Linked DNA regions of Sus scrofa: regions 1, 2, 3 and 4 are each linked to region 5. Evidence: chromatin contacts called from public Hi-C, HiChIP or PLAC-seq and promoter capture Hi-C data. All regions are on one chromosome and are shown on one strand. The core of a region is the stretch at or near the end of the contact, and the rest is flanking DNA. Distances in the headings are between cores, read along the strand shown. Region 1 holds the start of CERS2 (ceramide synthase 2). Region 2 holds the start of ANP32E (acidic leucine-rich nuclear phosphoprotein 32 family member E). Region 3 holds the start of PRUNE1 (protein prune homolog). Region 4 holds the start of CDC42SE1 (CDC42 small effector 1). Region 5 holds the start of ADAMTSL4 (ADAMTS-like protein 4).

Region 1 (3,855 bases), core at 559-3,058, 340 kb before region 5:
AGTGAGTCAGGCAGGCAGCTTAGGGCACTTGTGGGCATGGGTGTGGCCATGCCACCCCAGGGCGGTGGGTGGAGGATGGGTCAGAAGAGCAATGATCAAAATCTCCTGGTGCAAGTGAGGCAGAGTGAAAGAGTGTGAGTGAGTGTGAGTGTGTTTGTGTTTGGAAACTGGTACCATCATTCTACTGCTGCCTGAGGCCCAGTTTTGCCTCCTCCTTTGTCTCTGGGGGAGGGGACACCCTGTTATCTTTATTTTTCAGGCCATGACTATTCAGCTTCTGCCCCAAACTTCTGCTCCCCCTGCTATCTTAAAAGAAAGTTAACTGGTCTTCAGTCCTCTGAGGAATCATTTTAAAAGACTGGTGGGACTTTGGGAAAGCCTGGCATCTAGGAAAACTGCCTGAGAAAAAGGGTTTAGAAAGTAAAAGGTTTGAACCAAGTAGGACAGACATGGGGCGGGAGTAGAGAGCTTACTCAAAGTTTAGCCAGGGCCCAAAGAGGAGACACTGGAACCCTGCTGGAAAAGGGAATCTGGGGAAGGCACGTAAGAAAGGTAGAGAGAGGAGTTTCCATTGTGGCACAGTGGTTAACGAATCAACTAGGAATCATGAGGTTGCGGGTTCGATCCCTGCCCTTGCTCAGTGGGTTAAGGATCCGGCGTTGCCGTGAGCTGTGATGTAGGTTGCAGACTCAGCTCGGATCCTGTGTGGCTGTGGTGTAGGCCGGTGGCTACAGCTCCGATTAGACCCCTAGCCTGGGAACCTCCATATGCCATGGGAGTGGCCCTAGAAAAGGCAAAAAAAAAAAAAAAAAAAAAAAAAAAAAAAAGGTAGAGGGAGGAGGTCCTCCTGGGGCTCAGTGGGATCAGTGGCATTTTGGGAGCACTGGCACGCAAGCACAGTGGGCTAAGGATCCAGTGTTGTGACAGCTACAACTGCAGGTTGGATGTGACCTCTGGATATGTTGGATATGCCACAGGGCGGCCAAAAAAGGGGGGAGAAAAGGTAGAGGGAACCGTGGAATTGGGAGATTGAGGGAGGGGCAGTAACAGTAGGGAAGGGGTAGCCGGATATGGTATGCTAATATGATATGCTATTAAAGGAGTTTAGCCTGGGGCAAAGGAATAAAGGGCTAGAGTGGTTGTTGGGAACTGGAAAACCGGGCTAAAGAAGGCTGAAGAGTCCAGGGAATGGACCAACAGGTCTGAATTCCCTAGTGGTAGGTTGGCATGGGCTGGGGCCTCTCACCGCAAAGAGCAAAGGAAATGTTTGGAGGTCAGCTTCTGCCTCCTTCTCCAGAAAGAGCCTTAAGCAAGGGTCTCAAACTGGATTAGTGAGGTCATACATTCTTTCTTAACAGAACTGTCAAAGCCCCTGAACTTGACTAGATAAACTTTGAAACCAGCCACTGTCAGAGGTTCTAATTGTGACAGTATAAAAAGCACCATTTCATTACCGTAAAGAATTCAATTACCTCTACTTAGGGGGCCCTCTCTAAACAAACCCTTAGACACATTTTGGTCACACTCTGTCCTCTGTACGAATCAAGGCCAATTTTGTAGGATAAACATTTTGCATCTTCCTGAAACATTGCTTTTACCAGACTAAGGGAAAAACATTTTACAATATGAATTTAAATACGGATAAACGTGGTCTAGATGGCAAACTCGAACGCATTTTACATTAAAAAGTTGGAGGTTGGCTCCTTCAGAGTCTACTACAGGAGGGTATGTGTACCACTGCGGGTAGGTTTTAAACAGCACTGGGTGGAAACGCTGTGGGTTTTACGGCGGGCTGGGGCGGGGGACGCCCTAGGGGTAGCGGGCTCCGCGCTGGAAGGACAGCGGAATCTCGAGGGCCCGCTGCCTGGGTCGGCCTTGGCGAGGCGCTCGGCCTCGGCGCGCGGCACTTGGAAAGGACTCTCAGGGGCTGCGCCCCCTCCTGCCTCCCAGTAGGGCTGGAGGTGAGAAGTGTGGCAGTCGGTCGCGCAGAGGGAACCGGGGGCTGCAGCCGGGTGCAGGTCGGGGACCGCAGTTGGGGGTGGCCGGGGTGGGGTGGGGCAGGGGCAATACCGCTCTGCGGTCCCCGGTCTGTCCCGCGGTTCCCCAGGGCTACATCTAACCTTTAACGGAGAGACAAGGGGCTGGGAGAGAACCCACACTGCCTGCCCTCATCGGGGGGCTTCTCCCTCGATGCCAGGATGCCAGTGGGCGCGGCTGCAGAACCCGCGCCGCAAGGGCTCGGGTCCCCGGGCCGGGAAGGGGGCGGCGGCAGGCGGCGGGGGCTGGGCGCGGCTGCCCCGCGCGGAGGCCCGGGCCCCTCCGCCCGCCCTTCTCTCCCTTTCCGTCGCCGGGCCGCAGGCCCACGCCCAGTCTCCCGGCTCCTGTGTTGCTCGCGGCCTTTCTTTCCCGGGCTGGCTGGCTGGGCTCGCACTCAGCTCGGCTGGGCTCGGCGGGCGGCGGGCGGAGGAGGAAGGAGGGAGGGAGCGAGCGGGCAGGCGGGCGGGCGGAAGGGGGAGGAGAGGAGCGAGCGGAGCCAGTTCGGAGGGGGCCCGGAGCTCGGACGAGAAGAGAGACGGAGCAGCGGCTCCCGGCCGGGCCAGCTCCGCGACGCCGCCGCCGCCGCCGCCGAGTGAGTCGGGACCCCAGCCCGGGAGCCCGAGGCGCCGCGCGCAGGGGTGGGGCGGGACGAGGCCCGGAAAAGTTGCGAGAACTGGGGGCCGCGCGGACGCGGCTCGGCGGACTGGGCCCGGTGGGGAAGGGAGCGGGCTGAGGAGGGCAGAGGGGCCCGGGGGCACACCCTCGGGCGGCCGGGCGCGGGGCGCCGCCGCGGGCTCGGGGCCTCTGCCCGGCGCGCTCATGGCGGCCGGCCTGGGGAGGGCGGGCCGGAGCGCCTCGCGGGAGCGGCCGGGCCCCCAGCGCCGCCCGAGGGCAGACTGGCCGGGCGCCTGGGCGCGCCGCCCGGAGCCCGGAGGAGCCCTCCTGGGCAACAGGTATGGAACAGGAGGTGGGGCCGCGGGGCCGCTAGCGGACGGCGGAGCCCCTTTGTTGGAAAGTAGAGAAGCCCGGGGATCACTTGCGCGAGAGCCCTCTGCCTGGCAGCCGGCCCGCGCGGCGTGGCCCCTGCCTGGCTCTGACGGCCCCATGGCTAGAGTGGGAGGAGGGCGGAGGGTCTTGCTGTTCTTTCTTACCCGCCTACTGTGCCCAGTCCGGGAGGGAGGTCAGAACGTCCATGTGCTTTACGTGAAACAGGAAGGAGTGGCTCTGAGTTTCTGCCCCGGCCACCCCAAGGCGAAGGCTCCTATACCGTTATGGGGCGTGTGGGCTGGGGAGGGGGAAGCCACTGGAGAGACTGGTTTTCTGGGCCTCGACTCGCTAATTACTGGCCCGGAGGCTCACTGGCTAGTAGGTTAATTGCAGGTGTGTGGTACTAATTGTTGGCCTGAATTTAGGGGTTCACTCTCCCCAAGCCGGGCTCTTAGCAGCAAAATCTGGTCTCAGGCACCTGAGTTGCTAGGTGCAGGAGTCAGGAGGTTCTGAGGATCCTTGAGGAAAGGCATGAGCTCCTTTTCCCAGAGAATTGTATCAGAGAAGGCCTCCAGCAGGCAGTCATTCCAAATCTGTGTTGGAGGGGTTGGTGTCCCATACCAGAGTCCAGGTGACTGGGCCTAATGTGAGCTGACAGCACTTGTGATGGGACTAGACTGCAGCCTCCTCCCTCAGGGCCTGGCCCTAATCATACAGTGACCTGCACAGACTCTCTGTTCTGAAGAGAGAGTTCCTTGTCTTTCTTGGTACCCCACAATCCACTCCCTTCACTGGGGCCTCTGGCCAGCTATCCTCCTGGGAGGAAAGGCC
Region 2 (3,606 bases), core at 736-3,235, 260 kb after region 5:
TCATGGTTCCTAGTCAGATTCGTTAACCACTGAGCCACGACGATGGGAACTCCCTCATGGCCTTTCTTCACATTCATTATTTTCAGCCCACTCACCCGTTCTGTCTACTGAGTTCTGATACAAAAGCCCACTATTTCATCCCAATAATCCTCTCTCCCTTGAAACTCTTTGGCTTCCATACATTCCCCCCCCCACAAATTCACCTCCTCTTTTCTTTCTACCCATTCCTCAATTTCTTTGACAACTTTGGTAGACGCCCCCTCTCCAACCTCTTTGCCTTCAACCATGTTTTGTTCTCCTTTGCCTGATAGTCTTTGTGTTTTTTTTTTAAATTTTTATTAAAGTGTAGTTGATTTATAATGTTGTGCCCTGATAATCTGATATATATTCTCTGTGTACATTTTATTTTATTTTCTTGCCTTCAACTATCACTCTTATGTGGATGACTCCCGGATCTGAATCTCTTTCCCCAAACTCTCTTTGGGATTCCATTCCAGAGCGGCTAGTGGGATCAGAACATAGGACTTCTTCCTAAACTGGTACTAAAATATGCTTCCAGATTTCTTTGTAGCCCCTTTTCTCCTTCTCTTGTTTTTTCGTTTTTGACTCTTCCTTGAACTTTTCCTCAGTTCATTTTGGTTCAGTTTTATATCATCCTGGCTTCCTCTGGCCTGTATTCAAGCAAGCAAACAAACAAAATAGACCAACTCCAAATACTCACTCTCCCCCCACCCCCACTTATACCAAAAGTAAAATACCCCATTTTATACCAAAAACTCTCCCTTTCCCCCTTTGTTTTCATCCTCACAAAATTTCCTTTTCAGGGAATTCAAAGGAAACACTTGGCAAGGAAAAGGCAATCACTATTTCGTTTTCCTTTAAAGTATTTAGCATGCCAAATACAAAATATTTACATTTTAAATGTAAGCCCCTTTGAGGAGCTGTGTGTCTGTGTGGGAGGAGGGGTGACAGTGGAGTGGTTAGAAGTGTGTTCAGAAACCCTAAGGTCTCTAACATAAGAAAGTGGGAAAATAGCACACACTCAGCGCTGGGCAAGGTAGGAATAATAATTCACCCACTTCCTTCCCCAAATCTTCTGGAATACCTTTGGGTATTTATCCTGAGAAAGGTGTAAGGGAATGGAAAAGACAGAATGTAAGCAAGAACTAAGAAAAGCTAGACTTTCAAGAAAAGAAAAAAAATCACTCTTATCCCGGTTTTATATTCTACATTGACAGACTTTTAAAAGCACATTTAAACTACAGATTTCCATGGAAACCAACCAGAGGGATTTTAGAAAGGAGAGGCATTGCTGCACCATTTCTATGCACACTGATGTCTGATTTTCATTGGGCCAGCATTGTTTTCCCTCCAAGGTCTTAGTGTTTATTACAGTAACAATTACCTCAGCAACCATTCCTCCAGGGCAGATTTATTTAAAGGTGCCTAACTTATTCACCCAACTGTTTTCAAAATCATTTAGTCCTTCATGGTGGAAGTTAAACGACCATCTCTACGCTGCTTTGGTTCTGCACCAGAAGCTTATCTTCAGCAGGACAGTGCCACGAAGGCATGCTTTTTATGTGACGTGCACGTTGCTGTGTACCTTGGCTACAAAACAGGAGTGTGCTTTAAAACCGCCAAGAGCCAGTGGGTGCCATGTGCTGAATTATGTCTTGCAACTTCCGCACGTAAGACGGATGCTTTCTTCCTTCCTTTAACGCTAAGAACAAACAAAACAAAAACAAAAACAAAAAGAAATCCAACAGGCTTCAAAACCGTCCGATCGCCTAGGGAAAGCGCGCCAATCACACAAAGAAAAGGAGGGGGGCTACTGGGATTCAAAATCATCTCCCCGGGATGAACATCTTTCTGGGCCTATCGGAGTTAACTGCGCGCTTGGTCGTAGCCAATAGACACAGCGTTTCTGGTTCAGGTCCGCCCTGAAGACTGATAGACATTTATGTAGCCCAGTGGCATAGTGAGATGCTGAAGAATCAACCAATACATTCGGAAGGTGGGTGGAGTATAGGCCAGGGGGTTGGCGGTGCCGTGTCATGGAGGCTCAGTCTCCGAGCAGCCATTGAAGGGGAAGGAACTGCGGGTGTGTGTATGTGTGTGTGCGCGTGTGAGTGCGCGCGCGAGTGTGTGGACAAGGAGGTGGGGGCAGCCGAGTTAAGAGTCCTAACTCCTTGGACTCCATTTGCTATTCTCTTTTTTCTCCCACACACCTATCTGGTGGTGGTGGGCGTTTAAATTTGCTTTTATTTTCATTCATTTTGAAATCTTTTAAAATTTTAGGGTTGGGGGGTAGTGAGAGGCAGGAAAGGGTAAGGGAGGAGAGTAATAGCAGAAAAGCAGGAGTAGGTCATGGAGATGAAGAAGAGGATTAACCTGGAGTTAAGGGACAGAGCCCCGGAGGAGGTGAGATGACTCAGCCCCCTCCCCTTCCCCACCAGCCCTGTATTCGGAGGATGGGGTTTCGGGGGGTCCGGGTGGGTATGTGGGGAGCAGTAATGAATTAACCCCCATCTTGGGTTAGAGCTGGGGGGAAAGGTTTGATTTTAACTTTTAAATCATTAAAATCTTTTACTTAAAATGGCGAAGGGTTTAAGTTTCTAGGGGCGTTTTTGTGCGTGCTTGGGGGCTTAGCCCCTTTCTCCTCTCTTCGAGTCCGGCGTTTTGGCCTCGTGGGGGCGGGAAGCGGAGTCTTGGGGGCCGCTCCGCCTCTTCGCTCCCCGGGTTCCTCCTTCTTGGGGCCGGCTGCGTGGGCGCGACCCCCCAGTCCCACTCGCTTCTGTCGCAGCCATCGTTGTCTGAGAAGTTAGTTCAACTTTTCTGCAGTACTTCCAACTCTTTTTTTTTTTGGAGAGGGGTGCCCCCGGCCTCGAGGCCCCTGGCCGTCCGACGTCCCGCCGGACGCGGGGCTGGGGTCGCTCGCCGGGTCCGTAGACTGCCGGCTGCCGGCGGCGCCCACTCCCCCGGGAAGCACCGCGCGCCGACCGCCGCCAGGCGGAATCTGGGTCAGCGGCCAGTTTCTCCGGCCGCGGGCAAGTTTTGGGACTCGTCGTAGTGACTGGAGGTGGGGAGGGGACACGAGGCTTTATCCTCTTCTTCCCCCCCGCGGTGTAACGAAATTCGGCGTGTCGTGTCGTGCTGGCGGCGACTCCGACTTTGATCCCTGGAGACGGTTTCAGAGAACTCAACAAATGGGTCGTAGGAGTTTCGTGTTTTAAAGATGGGTTCGGCGAAACTAAATGATGCGCTCTTGCAGCTGTCGCTTTAGTTAAAGAGACGGGGTTGGGAGGGGCCACGTGAGGCGGGGTCGTGGTCAACTTTTCGGGGTCGGGCGGGAGGCGTTTCCGCCTCCTTTCCGAGGGCGCGGGATCGGCTTCACCCAGCCCTCCCCGCCAGGGGCGGAGGCACTAGGGGAACGCGGGCTGCGAGGCGACCCCTTTTTTCTTTGGGGAGTCCCCGCCCCTTGTGGGGTTTCCCATCGGTCGGAGCGGCAGGTCGGCGAGAGCGGGGCCGGCGGCCAGCGAGTAACTCGCACTTCTGGTTGCGGAGGAAAACGTCTAAAGCCTTCCTAATTGCGGCCTCTGAAAT
Region 3 (4,178 bases), core at 1,266-3,765, 370 kb before region 5:
GCGGGCGCAGCCCTGGTCCTTTTGCCGGACCTGATCCAGCGACACTGAGCAGCGGCTCAGCGGCAGGACCCAGACCCACGCTTCCTCCTCCCCACTCTCCGGTAGACCCCAAAGGCAGGAGCCCCAAAAGGAGGTGACCAAGCAGCATTCCCACTCTCAAGCGGTAGGTTCTTGTCCCTCACTCCAAAGGGCCCAAGCCTGATCAGATCCCAAGCTCCCACCACACGATTCCGCGTTCCCTCCACACAGACCCTCGGGACTTCCCAGATCCCACATCTTCGTCCTTCCTGGACCCCAGGCTCCATTCCCTACGATCACAGACAGGGGTCCGTTACCTGCAGAGCGGCTCGACAACCCTGCAGGTAGTCTTCCATGGTGAAGCCCAAGGTGTGCCGCCGCCCCTCTCCGCGGAGAGGTTAACCAGTAAATGCGCCCCGCCCCGGACTCAGGGGCTTGAGGCGAGAGTCAGGAGGCGGGACTCGAACCCGCCATAAAGCCATTCGGCCGGGACCCCAGGAGGAAGTGCGTAAGCGGGCGCCCACGGAATCCGACGTCGCCCCGCCCCCAGAGACAGAAGCCGAGTTCTGCGCCCAGAGACTCACGGGAAGCGCGAAGCGGGTGGTGGTGGTGCAAGGCGTCCTGGGAAATGTAGTCCCAAAACTCCAAAACGGCCCTAAGAATTGAGGGAAGGAGAATTTTCTGAGATCGCTTATTTGACACACAAGTGTAAATGCGTCACATAAACTTTGTGGCATCTGAATTTTCCCTCTTGAGTCAGATTAAGTATAGCATCTTTCTATCTATATATTACACTGACCATCTGGTTGACATTTTAAATCACACTGGGCAAAAACGGCTTTTCAACTTTCTCGAATTCTCTACTTTAACAAACGGTCCCATTGCAATCACAATTTTGTGATTATCCATGTTATAAAAATATTGGAATATGAAAACATCGTAATAATCTTTGGCCTCTCTTCTTAATTCCTACAGCCTCTTGCCAACTCCAGTTGCTGCCATTACAACTCTATAGCCTCTTTTTTTCTATAGCGTCAGCAAATTCTCTTTCTTTTTCCGGACTGTTGTAACTTGGGTTTCTGCTCACCTGCCTCCCTAATTGTTCCAAATGCCCCTGCAGCCTTCAGAGTTGTTTGAAGTTTCATCCTGGAGCAGCCATGTAAGTAGAGCTTGGGGGAACCTTTCAGAATGTAGAGTTGGGTTCCAACCACATTTAACTACCACCTTCCAGCCCCAGGGTAGTGCAGAATACTGCAGAAAATGTGCTTTTTTTTTTTTTTTTTTGTCTTTTTGCCTTTTCTAGGGCCGCTTCCTGTGGCATATGGAAGTTCCCAGGCTAGGGGTCTAATCGGAGCTGTAGTCGCCGGCCTACGCCAGAGCCACAGCAACATGGGATCTGAGCCTTGTCTGTGACCTACACCACAGCTTAACCCACTGATCAAGGCCAGGGATCGAACCCGCAACCTCATGATTCCTAGTCGGATTCGTTAACCACTGTGCCACAATGGGAACTCCGTGATAAATGTACTCTTTTCATCAAATGTTCCCTCATTTATTAATGAATCCCTTTGTTTCCTACCACCAACCTCACACCAGTTTTTCCTGCTCCCCAAGCTCGGAATTGAGAGGAGGTGATAGATGAGAAGCTGAGGCCTGTGGTGGGAACAAGGACCGGAGCAGAGGGATATTGAAGCTCCTGCTTGCTCAGCTAGTTTTCTCCCTGCTTCACTCTTCCCAGAGCCTGGGGCTTCTTACACACCCTCTCTGCACTACCAGGGGCATAGCCCAACTGGTTTCTAGACTAAAAAAGTGAGCAAATACGTGTATGTGTTACTGGGTCACCTTGCTGTGCAGCAGAAAATTGACAGAACACTGTAAATCAGCTATAATGGAAAAAATAAAAATCATTATTAACTATAAAAAAAAAAAGTGAGGGAGTTTCTGTTGCGGTGCGGCGGAAACGAATCCGACTAGGGACCATGAGGTTGCGGGTTCGATCCCTGGCCTTGCTCCGTGGGTTAAGGATCCTGGCATTGCCGTAGGCTGTGGTGTAGGTGGCAGATGCAGCTCAGATCCTTTGTTGCTGATCTGATTAGATCCCAGCCTGGGAACTTCCATGTGCCGCAGGTGCGGCCCTAAAAAACAAAAAACAAACAAAAAAGAGATATAGTAAGGATTTTGAAAGGATAAGGATTTTTCACTTTAAATGAGTAATTATGCTAATATCACGCTGTCTGGCCTGCCTCTGTGGATCCAGAGCAAAGGACTTTTGTACCTAGAGAGAAAGCCCAGATCCAACAAGCTGCTGCTGTCCGGCCCTGCTCCTCCTCCCCACTCAGCAAGGGCCCTTGCTTTTCCCTCTTCTCACCAGAGAGGCACAAGCGCTCCGTCCCTTCCAGCGGCAGGCGGAGGGAGGAGAAAGGGTCTGTTGTTTTTCTCTCCTGTTTCTCTCTCTCTCACTGCTGATCACCAAGCTGCTGACCAGGTCAGAAAGCCCTAATGGAAATCCTCCAGTGCTGGCCTGGCTCCTCCTCCTCCCAGAAGCTTGTCCTTGACTGATTTTTCTTTGTCCCGACGGGAAAGAGAGAGAGAGAGAGAGAGAAAGAAGAAAAAAGAAAACCCACAAACTTCCTTTGAAAACCAGCTCGCTAGACTGGGCCTGGAGCGCACGCCCTAGACTCGGCGACTCAGAAATCCTGGAGACGCTCTGAGCGACCTGGGAGTACCTGGGCTGCACTCCTGCCGGTCTCCACCCTCTTCCAGTGCCCCCGGCCGGCCGTGGGCGTGAGTCCGGAAGTGGCCACCATCCGGCCAAGACTGCTGCGCACAAACCCGTGTAAACCTGTGCGAGCTCTGGCTTTGACAGCTGGAAGGCAGCTGGGAGTGTGGTGGCGCCCCTCACTGCACCCACCTGCCCCATCGTATTGCCAGAGCTGCACCCTCCTTCTGTGTCCTGGAACAGCACCCACTTCTTTAAGGTAAAAACTTTGAACCATTTCCTTCACCTCTTCTCCTAATCCCCAGTCCTCTGTTTCCTCTTTAGCCCTGGGGAGGTGACACTGACTGTTCTTCCACGTTGGGTCTCTACACGTTTAGATTTTGAGAGGCGTTCAGGCAGAAGGAATATGTAAAAGACGCTGCTTGGGTCCCTGTATTTCTTCCTTTTAATGACACCTTCCCCCTCTCCCTTGCTAGCACGTAGACAAGGCACCGTCGTTGACTTAACTCTGAGGAGAACTTCTAAACCATTAGTTCTGTGACGATTTGCATCAGAGCGAGAAAGAGATTAGAGGGGGACAGTAAAGCACTTGAGGGGAGAGTAAAGTTCCTAGGGAGTGCGGGTGGGGGGCGTCTTGTGGAAGCTGGGTACCAGTTGTATATGCTTCTTCCAACTTTTGGCTACTTACTGCCGCTGGCTAGGGGTGGGTCTGGGCTGCTTTACCTCTCACTCACCACCAGAGGATAATTCCAGCTGGAGAAAATGTGTTGGATTTAAGAGGAAAAAGAAAGAGAAATCCTGATTTGTTTGAGTACCTGTGCTCCCTCATTCTCTCCTGCTCTGAAGGAGCACCAGGCAGGTACCTTGAAGAGGAGAAATTCTCCATCACGCTTCCTGCCTCTATTCTGAAGACTTAGCCCATCCAACTTTGCCCAGTTTCTCTGAGACCCAGCTTCCTCCGGTGTCCAGCTCCTGGGTTCTTTTGGTTTACCTGTCTGGCCAGCTAGCTGCCCAGCCCCCACTTAATTATTGATCTTTTCTTTTCTTCCCTGTTTTTCTCTAAGCTTTAAAAAAAGTGTTCCCAGGCTCTTGTTTCTGCTTCCCAGGCTCATCCTAAGTGTCATTTGGGAAAGGAGGAAAAAGAAGACAGAGAGAGAAAAAAAAAAGTGTCAGGCCTGCAGGCAATTTTTGCTATACTCTGATTCTTCTAAATTAACAACATGTAAATGAGATGCAGATAGCATAAATTATATTTGAATCAGGAGGATGATCAATTTGGGTGACTAGGCTTATTTTGGTGACTTTTATATTCTTCAGCTTCACTTCCCAGGCTTTACCCTAGCCCTAAATTCCTGCCAGATTGCAAGGGATTGCAAGAGGAAGCATAGTCTCAGGTTAGGAGGAAGCAAGAGAAAAGATTTCTAGCAAGTTTAATTTCTCC
Region 4 (3,800 bases), core at 1,214-3,713, 420 kb before region 5:
GTACATAATACCAAATGCATCACATTGCTTGACATTCAAGAATGTTGACTACACTAAAAATTGAAGCTAAAATACCCTTTACATTAGTAATGAAATTTTTCAATTTAATACAGTATGAATTTAATTCCCAAGTACCCAGATTTTGCATAAGGTCCCTTTTTAGCTAGCTTTCTCTTCCCCAGATATTCTCTACCCATTTCTCATTTACTTATCTTAAAGGGCTTGGACAGTGTCTTGTACCAAAACACATGCTTCATAAATGCTTAGCACTATCCTTCCTTCATTTTAAAGCATTCAGTTATTTTAGGCAAAAGTAATTTCTAAATATCGTCTGTTCTTAGAGATACACAATTAGCAAATACATAGCATGGTGTGGCTCTCTCTGAGCCACACAGACACACCCAAATACCCTTTGTCCAGACCCTCTGTGGGAATCCAGGGCCTACCCAACAGGGCCTTGCTGTGTCATGCTGCCACCAAAGAAGGGAGGACAAGGGATGGTGGTGGAGGGGAATGGAACCTCTCTGGCATCTCATTGTATGTGTCTTATTCTAGGCTTGGATCTTCTTATTAGCCATGTCTTTCCCCCACATATTTCACAGAGAGGCAAATAAGCATTCCTTTTCCAGAATTTGCTCCCTAACTCTTGTGAATTGTATAGATTTCAATATGGGATCAGGCAGTTCTCCAACACAGAGGCCCCTACCTTCCTATTTCAAGCTGCCTCTTTCTTTGGAGCAAAGGTTTGAGAATGGGAGGAGGCTTAAAAGAAAGGTCAGGATTAATCTCCATGTCATCAAATCTCCCCCGCAGAATCCTTCCTACCAAGACGAATAAGTTTGGGGTGAGGGTAGACAAAGCAATGGCACACGACAGAAAAAAAAAAAAAAAGAAAATACAGGGAAGTAGAGGTTAGAGGGACACAGTAGGACAAGAGATTCATCAAAAACCGGGAGAACAAATTACAGCTTAAAAGAAAGATACTAGATAACTAGACTGAAGATAAATAAAAGAAATAATTTTATTATCATCAGGGCAATATAGGCAAATTGATCAATGGAATGAGATAAATGCTGAAAAATAATTACATGTAAATTGTTAGAAATTAATCTAAAGGATTATAAGGCATGGATGGAGATCTTAGCAAAGACATGTAAAACCGTGAACAAATTACTATCTGCTGTTCACAGCGCTGCCTTCTCTCCTCTTGAACTATCCCCCAACCTCATCCTCATTTGGGGTCTTCAGTCTAACTAGAAACAGCTGCTCTTTATCTTTGCAGCCCCCTGGCCCCCCTCCCTCAGTTTACTTTACCTGTTATCGATGAATTATGAGCGTGTTCCAAAGATGGAGGGAGTACCTCGGAGCTCCGGTGTCTGCTCTGGGCTGGAGAAAAAGAAAGCTACTGGGGTTTTGACGGCTTTGTCTTCTCACTCCCTCTCCCTGTTCAGTGACTGAGTCAGTCTGCTCAGTCTCCCCCTGCAATGCAGCCCCTCCTAAGAAGGGCGGAAGGACTTCCCGCCCCCTCCCTGCCTGACTCGGCTAATTCAAATGATAGGTTCCAGAACACGTTAGGGAGGGAGACAGGATTAAAGCATCTCCGTAGGCTCATTGGTCTGCGCAAAGATTCCTGAGCTCTTCCAGCACCCCCATGCTGACTGAGGGTGCAATGAATGAGCAGTCCGTTGTCCTCTACTTTTAGGTCTATAGATTAAATATCTTAACTCTATTGATGGAGGAGAGGAGTGTCCTTTTATTCCCCAATTTGATTTCAGGTTACGAACTGTTTTTGAGAATCAGAAAAATTCTCCATCCTTCCCGATTTGCCTCCCCACCCTCCCGGCGGGTAAATACACCCAGCTCTATTCCATCTGGTATAGGGCACAGGAAGACTGGGGGCTGTGCGTGCTTCTGCAAATCTCTGAAAAAGGTTGGGGCCGGAGGATTTGGGGGCTCCGCTTCCTCTTGCCCCGCAACGTCTGGCGCGCGAAGAGATAGTGCGATTCCGGAGGGTCCAGCTTGGATGCCAGGCCCTCCTCGAGGGTCCACTTTCCCGGGTTCAACCCGCAGGGGCGGCGGCCCCCGGGGGCTTCCGAGGCCCCTCCCACGTCCCTTCACAGAGCAGTGCCTCCTTAGTCCAGAGTGGAGCTGTGCGCCCGGCTCCCAGCCGGACGGGTTTCGTAATCGCGTCGCGGCCGTTTCCGCCCTCGGCCAGCCCCACCTCTGCCGGCCCGCCCTCGGCTCCCCACCGCGCCGAGGAGCGAGCCCGGGAACCCCACATTGGCGGGCACCGAGCGGGGGCCCCCCACCAGCTGCCGGACGCCTGGATGCCGTAGCAGAGCAGGTGAGGACTGGGAGTCGGTCGCTCGGCCGGTGCGCCCCGCCTGCCCAGCCAGGCGGAGACGCACCGGATGCTGGGGGTGGGGGAGAAGGGCGTCCGCGTCTGCCGAGATGCTGGGTCGGTGGCAGAAGGGGTGCGCTCGGTGAGTGACCGTCCCTGTCCACGCTCGGGCGGTGCACAGGTGAGGCCCATGAAGAGTAGAAGGGAAAGAAGGGTCTGGAGTGTTGGGGAGTTGGGAAGAAAGTCTCTTTTGAGACTCAACTAGCCTCAGTGTTGGCTGTGCCGACAAAGTGAAGCGGAGCTGGTCCGGGAGAGTCTAGATCTGAGACAGGCAGCCACGGAAGGCAGTGGCTCAGTTGGAAAGATTCACAGAGAGGTCCCAATCCTAATTCAGCCTCGGGAGGAGCAGAGACTTTCCAGGTAGAGTTGGGGGTGGGGGTGAGCAGAAATGGAATCTATGTCACTGAATATATTGGGAAGGGGGAGTTTTTAGGGCCTAGCTCTGTTTCCTCTTGAGCCTCCCCAAGACCTACCTGGGGAAGGACACAGTTGGTCCTGGGGCAAATGCTTGTCACTTGACTGAAAGATGGGGTTCACCTCTATTTCTCTAGAGCCCCCGCAGCAGCCCTCCATGTCTGGAGGTCTCCATAGGGGACCAGCTGCAGTCCTGGGCTCATAGCCAGAACAGCCCACTCCATTCTCTCAGTTCTCTTTCTCTTTCTCTCCAGCTGCTTCTTGTGAAGGCTTGTCAGGCAGCGGGTTGGAGGCCTTGAGGCTGGAGGCAGCGGGACCGGGAAAACCGGTTTGGGGCTAGAACAGGACCAGGGAACTACCTCTGTACATCCTTCCTCCCTGGAACCTTTCTCCCCACTTCTCACTCCCCAGTAGTTTTAAAGCTCTTAAGCTCCATTGTGACCTTGATGTCTTTCCAGCTCTGCATTTCACCTTACCTACCAGTTCTCTGCACTATTTGGCTGTCAGGATGCGGCCTTACGTGATCTAATCCTGACCCCTGCTGCTGTTTACCCAGCCCCTTCCCCTTTATTGTGGGGTTGAGACAGTGGGTAGTGGGTTCAGGTGCTCTTCCTCCTGGACTTTCCAGTTCAAGACTTGATTTTTCCTCAACCCATTCAAGATATTTTAAAGGAGAGTGGCAGCCAATCACTCTTACTTCCTTTTCTGGCCTTGTTCCCCTCCCCCGTCTCCACCAGCACATTCACCCTGCCCGGTTTTCTCCTCTCACTCACCCCACCCCCAAGTTTCAGAGACCCTTATGTCCTGTGTCCTAGGGAATGGAATTTCCTGGTCACTCCTCATCATTATTGGACATTTCATGCTGAGTCCCACACACAGTCTCCCTCCACCCAGCTCTGGCCAGGTCCCTGGAACAGGAACAGAAATGTCCTTGTTCCCTCCACTGCCCCTTTCCCTCTCTCTCCTCCTCCCCCTCTTCTCTCCT
Region 5 (3,923 bases), core at 1,060-3,559:
AGGAGTCTCATCGGAGCTACAGCTGTGGCAACACCAGATCAGAGCCGTGTCTATGACCTACACCACAGCTCAAGGGATGCCGGATCCTTAACCCATTGAGCAAGGCCAGGGATCAAACCCGCATCCTCATGGATCCTAGTTGGGGTTGTTAACCGCTGAGCCACGACAGGAACTCCATCTCTTCCCTTCTTAGCTAAGCTCCTTCTGGAACCCTCAAGCACATCTCTGCCTGCCTCAAATGCTTTTCAGCCAAGGGATAAACTAAATGGGCTGATGGTTTAATCTCTAGAGAAGCAAGTGATTTTTCCCACTGAGACTTCACCTCCCTCTGGGGGCTGGCGTCCAGCCCTGGATCAGTGAGGGCTTACTTCAGGCGAGATTCTGATGGGCTTGGAGAACCTGGGAAGGGGAGATGCAGCTAGAGATGTCGTTGCTCCCCAGTCCCGCATTGGTCTATCTTCTGAAGAGCTGGGAAGTCCATCCTGAAGTCTAGCCTTGATCATCTGGGAAGCAGAACTTAGTCCCCTGGTCTAAGCCTGACTCTTCCACCGCTCCCCCTTGCCCCCCAACCCCTTCCTGCTCACAGTGAGGCCTTTCCACCCCCACTCCTCAGGCTGCTTGGAGCTCTGCTTTCCAGGAAAAAAAAAAAAATGTTTCTGTTGGATCTGAAAGGCACCCGGGAGAGGAATCCAAGGAGCTAATGCCGAGGTGGGCCAGCTCAGGGGCAGGAAAATGACAGCGGGAAGGGCAGGAATGTGCTTGGGGGTAGCAACTCCCAGCCCGCACTCCCCTCCCTGAGACCCCAGGACTTGGGAAGTTGAGGGAGGGGTCGCAGTGGTTGAGCCCGAGCTGCAGGGTCTCTTCAGCTCCTTGGGGTTGGGAAGGGGTTGCTGATGTCTGCTCCTTCCCTTGGCTGGGCTGGCCACTGAGGTCAGCAACTCCACCCTGATGGGGGATCGGGTAGGGGCTCCAGAGAAGGGCCAACGTTCCACCCAAGCCTTCAGCTCTCTGCCTGCCTCTCACTGGAGGGAGGTTGAAGGGAAGGAGAGATGGGGTGATGGTCACTGTCTACCCCTTCTTGCTGCCAGGCCCCTCTCCAATCCCTCTCTGCTTCTGCTCGCAGCTACCCCAGGTCTGTATCTTGCTTTCTCTCTCCATGGGTCTACCCAGTACACATAATCCTGTCCTGAGCTGAGTTTGGCTTTGGCAGTTCCCTGGAGAAGTGAGGGGTGGGGGGTGGGGTGACGTGAGCTCCTGGGGCCATGGCCAGGCCTGGCTCCCTCTCTGGAAAAGTCCTACCCCACCTCCTGCATAGCTGGGCAGGGGGCCGACACCCCCTCCACTGCGGAAACAGACACACATTTGTGTTTTTCACCCTTTTCATGTTCCTCATCTGGTGTGTCTCACCGCCCAGGGTGAGGAAAGGAGAGGTCAGAAGTGGTCACCCTTGGGCCAGGCTAACATTGGTCTAGACGAACCTGGGCTCCTCCCGGCCACACCTCCACACTGGCCAGTGAAGATTAAGGAGAGACTAACCCCTTCACCCCCAGGGGACCCACCTCTGGGAAATGGGTGCCACGGAGGGGCAGGAGGCTGGACAGCAGGTTCCAGGGCTGGCTGGAGAGTCCCTATGCTGAGAGAAAACACTTTGGTTCTCCTTGCACCTTCCACTCCTGAGTGAGGGAGGCCCAACCCGACAGGTGTCCTTCCTTTCCAATCAGGCTGAGTTTGATCACGGGCACCCACCAGCACCCCTCCCATCGTCCCTATCCCCCAACTCCAGGGCCAAAGGACGGGGGTGGAGGGTGGGATACACATCCTCCAGGAGCACCCTTTCAGATGAGGGCAGGTGGCGCCCGGCGCATGCCGCGAGGTCCTGCGTATGTTTTCCGACTTTATGACTTAGTAGGAATTTTGGCCGGGTGACGGGGCCAGCGTTCCAAGGGATCAGACCCCCTCCCCAGGAATCCGGCCCCAGGGACTGGAAGATCTTCCGAGGCTCTAAGAGCTGGGGCCGGGGTCGTGGCTGGGGCGCGACCCTGGGGAGCAGGGAACTCGGGTGGCGCGGGCGCGCAGGGCCGGTGGTCTAACGGGACCTGGGAGAGAGGGCAGCCGGGGCCAGGGGTCCCAGGGAAGGTCTGTACCTGCTCTTCGAGGCCCCGGCGGCCCGTTAACCCCTCTGCGCCCGGGCGCTCTCTCGAGACAGCTTTGCTCCGCGGCGGCCACGGCGGCCCTTGAGCCGGGCTCCGGACTCTGCCGCCTCCGGCCGCGGCTCCGCCCCCGCCACGCCCCCTCTCCGCCCCCACTCCGCCCTCCCGCCACGCGCCCGGCCCGCGCCCCTCGCCGGCCCCCGGGTCTGGGCGGCCCACCCCGAGCCCCCGGCTCGCTAAGGCCACCCACCCAGAGTAGCGGGACTAGCTACTCCCGCCCGGCGCCCGCCGACGGCTCGAGGGGGCGAAGCCGAAGGGGTCCCAGCCCTGTTCGAAGACAGCCATCGCCCCCGGGCACTGTCTCCCGGCCTGGCTGCGGCTCGGGACTCCGGGACCCGGGCCTCCCAGCCGGCTCCGAGTGGGCGGTGCGAGTGCTGCGCCTGCCCTGGCGGGGCGGCCGCGAGGGGCGCCAAGGGGCTGGGTGGTTCCTGTACACCAGCGGCGTGGACGAGCCTCTGGGCCCAGATCTGGGCACTGCTGGGCCGAGATAGACCCGCACGATCCCAGATGCCCCATCGGCGGAGGCCCTCTCCTCCACGCAGCCTCTGGTGCAAGCACACTCTCATCCCTGCCTCTCCCACGTTTGGCTGTGAACCATGTGGTTCTGGCTGCTCAGGGGACCTCTATGAGCCTCGGTTTCTTCTTTTTCTTCTTCTTCTTCTTTTTTTTTTTTTTTTTTTTTCTTCTTTTCTTTTTTGGTCTTTTTAGGGCCACACCAGGGGCATAGGGAAGTTCCCAGGCTATGGGTATAACCAGAGCTGCAGTCCCGGCCAACACCACAGCAACGCAGGGATCCGAGAAGCTTCTGAACCTATGCCACGGCTCATGGCAAGACCAGATCCTTAGCCCGCTGAGCGACGCCAGGGATCGAACCCACATCCTCATGGATACTTGTTGGATTGATTACCGCTGAGCCAGGAGGGGAACTCCAAGCCTAGGTTTCTTCATCCATAAAATTTGACACACAGGGCATAGCGGGAGGAATGCGCTGACTTAGGAGTCAGACGATTTAGATTTGAATCTCTGCTCCAGGACTTGTCAGCTCTGTGGTCTTGGATGAGTACTTCAAACTTTCTGTGCTGCAGTTTCCTCATCTGTAAAATGGGCTTATCTGATTCATATGACAGGCTTGGAGATACGTCTGTCTATTTATGGAAGAATACATCCCAGACTCAAAATTGGAGACAATACCTGGGGAGGGGTTGTGGGGTTAGGAGGCTGTCACTCTATGCTTATATGTTTTTGAATTTTTAACCATGAGCATTATCTATGTCATTAGTTAAAAACAAAGAAAAATAATATATACAAAATGGCTGACAGTAGATAACAAATGGACACTACGATTTAAATTTTTATTTGCCATTTATTCATCAACCGCAGTCGTGTATTATTGAGTCTATTCAGTTTGTTTGTTTGCTGTATTTTTTTGCTTTTTCTAGGGCCACTCCCTCGGCATATGGAGGTTCCCAGGCTAGGGGTCTAATCAGAGCTGTAACCGCAGGCCTACACCACAGCTCATGGCACCGAGCAAGGCCAAGAATCAAACCCGAAACCTCATGGTTCCTAGTTGCATTTGTTAACCACTGTGCCACCACTGGAACTCCTGTTTGTTTGTTTTTGTTTGTTTGTTTGTTTCTTTTTGTCTTTTTGCCATTTCTTGGGCCGCTCCCACGGCATATGGAGGTTCCCAGGCCTAGGGGTCGAATCGGAGCT

The links. Promoter capture Hi-C pulls out the DNA fragments that hold promoters and counts their contacts. A called contact is a pair of places that touch in the nucleus more often than the background predicts. HiChIP or PLAC-seq counts read pairs in DNA pulled down with a chosen protein or histone mark.
Region 1: a contact with region 5 is called in a promoter capture Hi-C map of fetal skeletal muscle, with 5 times the contacts expected there. The contact joins the promoter of CERS2 here to the promoter of ADAMTSL4 in region 5. A contact is called at or near these places in 3 of 5 promoter capture datasets (fetal liver, fetal skeletal muscle and liver), 4 of 47 Hi-C or Micro-C datasets (embryonic fibroblasts, epiblast stem cells, liver and 1 more) and 2 of 2 datasets of contacts at active chromatin or transcription factors (alveolar macrophages and skeletal muscle).
Region 2: a contact with region 5 is called in a Hi-C map of embryonic fibroblasts, with 2.3 times the contacts expected there. The contact joins the promoter of ANP32E here to the promoter of ADAMTSL4 in region 5. A contact is called at or near these places in 1 of 5 promoter capture datasets (fetal liver) and 1 of 47 Hi-C or Micro-C datasets (embryonic fibroblasts).
Region 3: an H3K27ac HiChIP or PLAC-seq map of alveolar macrophages shows a contact between it and region 5. The contact joins the promoter of PRUNE1 here to the promoter of ADAMTSL4 in region 5. A contact is called at or near these places in 2 of 47 Hi-C or Micro-C datasets (embryonic fibroblasts and epiblast stem cells) and 2 of 2 datasets of contacts at active chromatin or transcription factors (alveolar macrophages and skeletal muscle).
Region 4: a contact with region 5 is called in an H3K27ac HiChIP or PLAC-seq map of alveolar macrophages. The contact joins the promoter of CDC42SE1 here to the promoter of ADAMTSL4 in region 5. A contact is called at or near these places in 1 of 47 Hi-C or Micro-C datasets (embryonic fibroblasts) and 2 of 2 datasets of contacts at active chromatin or transcription factors (alveolar macrophages and skeletal muscle).

What each region holds. Positions count from the first base shown.
Region 1 is chr4:98,248,965-98,252,819 of Sscrofa11.1, forward strand. It overlaps CERS2 (ceramide synthase 2), which reads left to right and starts at 1,809. Exons shown (of 11, transcript XM_005663490.3): 1 at 1,809-1,961.
Region 2 is chr4:98,847,129-98,850,734 of Sscrofa11.1, forward strand. It overlaps ANP32E (acidic leucine-rich nuclear phosphoprotein 32 family member E), which reads left to right and starts at 1,986. Exons shown (of 7, transcript XM_021089919.1): 1 at 1,986-2,424. The coding sequence starts at 2,371.
Region 3 is chr4:98,216,347-98,220,524 of Sscrofa11.1, forward strand. It overlaps PRUNE1 (protein prune homolog), which reads right to left and starts at 2,516. Exons shown (of 9, transcript XM_013997183.2): 1 at 2,387-2,516; 2 at 603-673. It overlaps MINDY1 (ubiquitin carboxyl-terminal hydrolase MINDY-1), which reads left to right and starts at 2,270. Exons shown (of 10, transcript XM_001929665.7): 1 at 2,270-2,996.
Region 4 is chr4:98,170,205-98,174,004 of Sscrofa11.1, forward strand. CDC42SE1 (CDC42 small effector 1) reads left to right here and starts at 2,464. Exons shown (of 5, transcript NM_001190193.1): 1 at 2,464-2,522. It overlaps MLLT11 (myeloid/lymphoid or mixed-lineage leukemia; translocated to, 11), which reads right to left and starts at 1,470. Exons shown (of 2, transcript NM_001244607.1): 1 at 1,315-1,470.
Region 5 is chr4:98,586,946-98,590,868 of Sscrofa11.1, forward strand. ADAMTSL4 (ADAMTS-like protein 4) reads right to left here and starts at 2,310. Exons shown (of 19, transcript XM_013997190.2): 1 at 2,145-2,310; 2 at 1,560-1,633.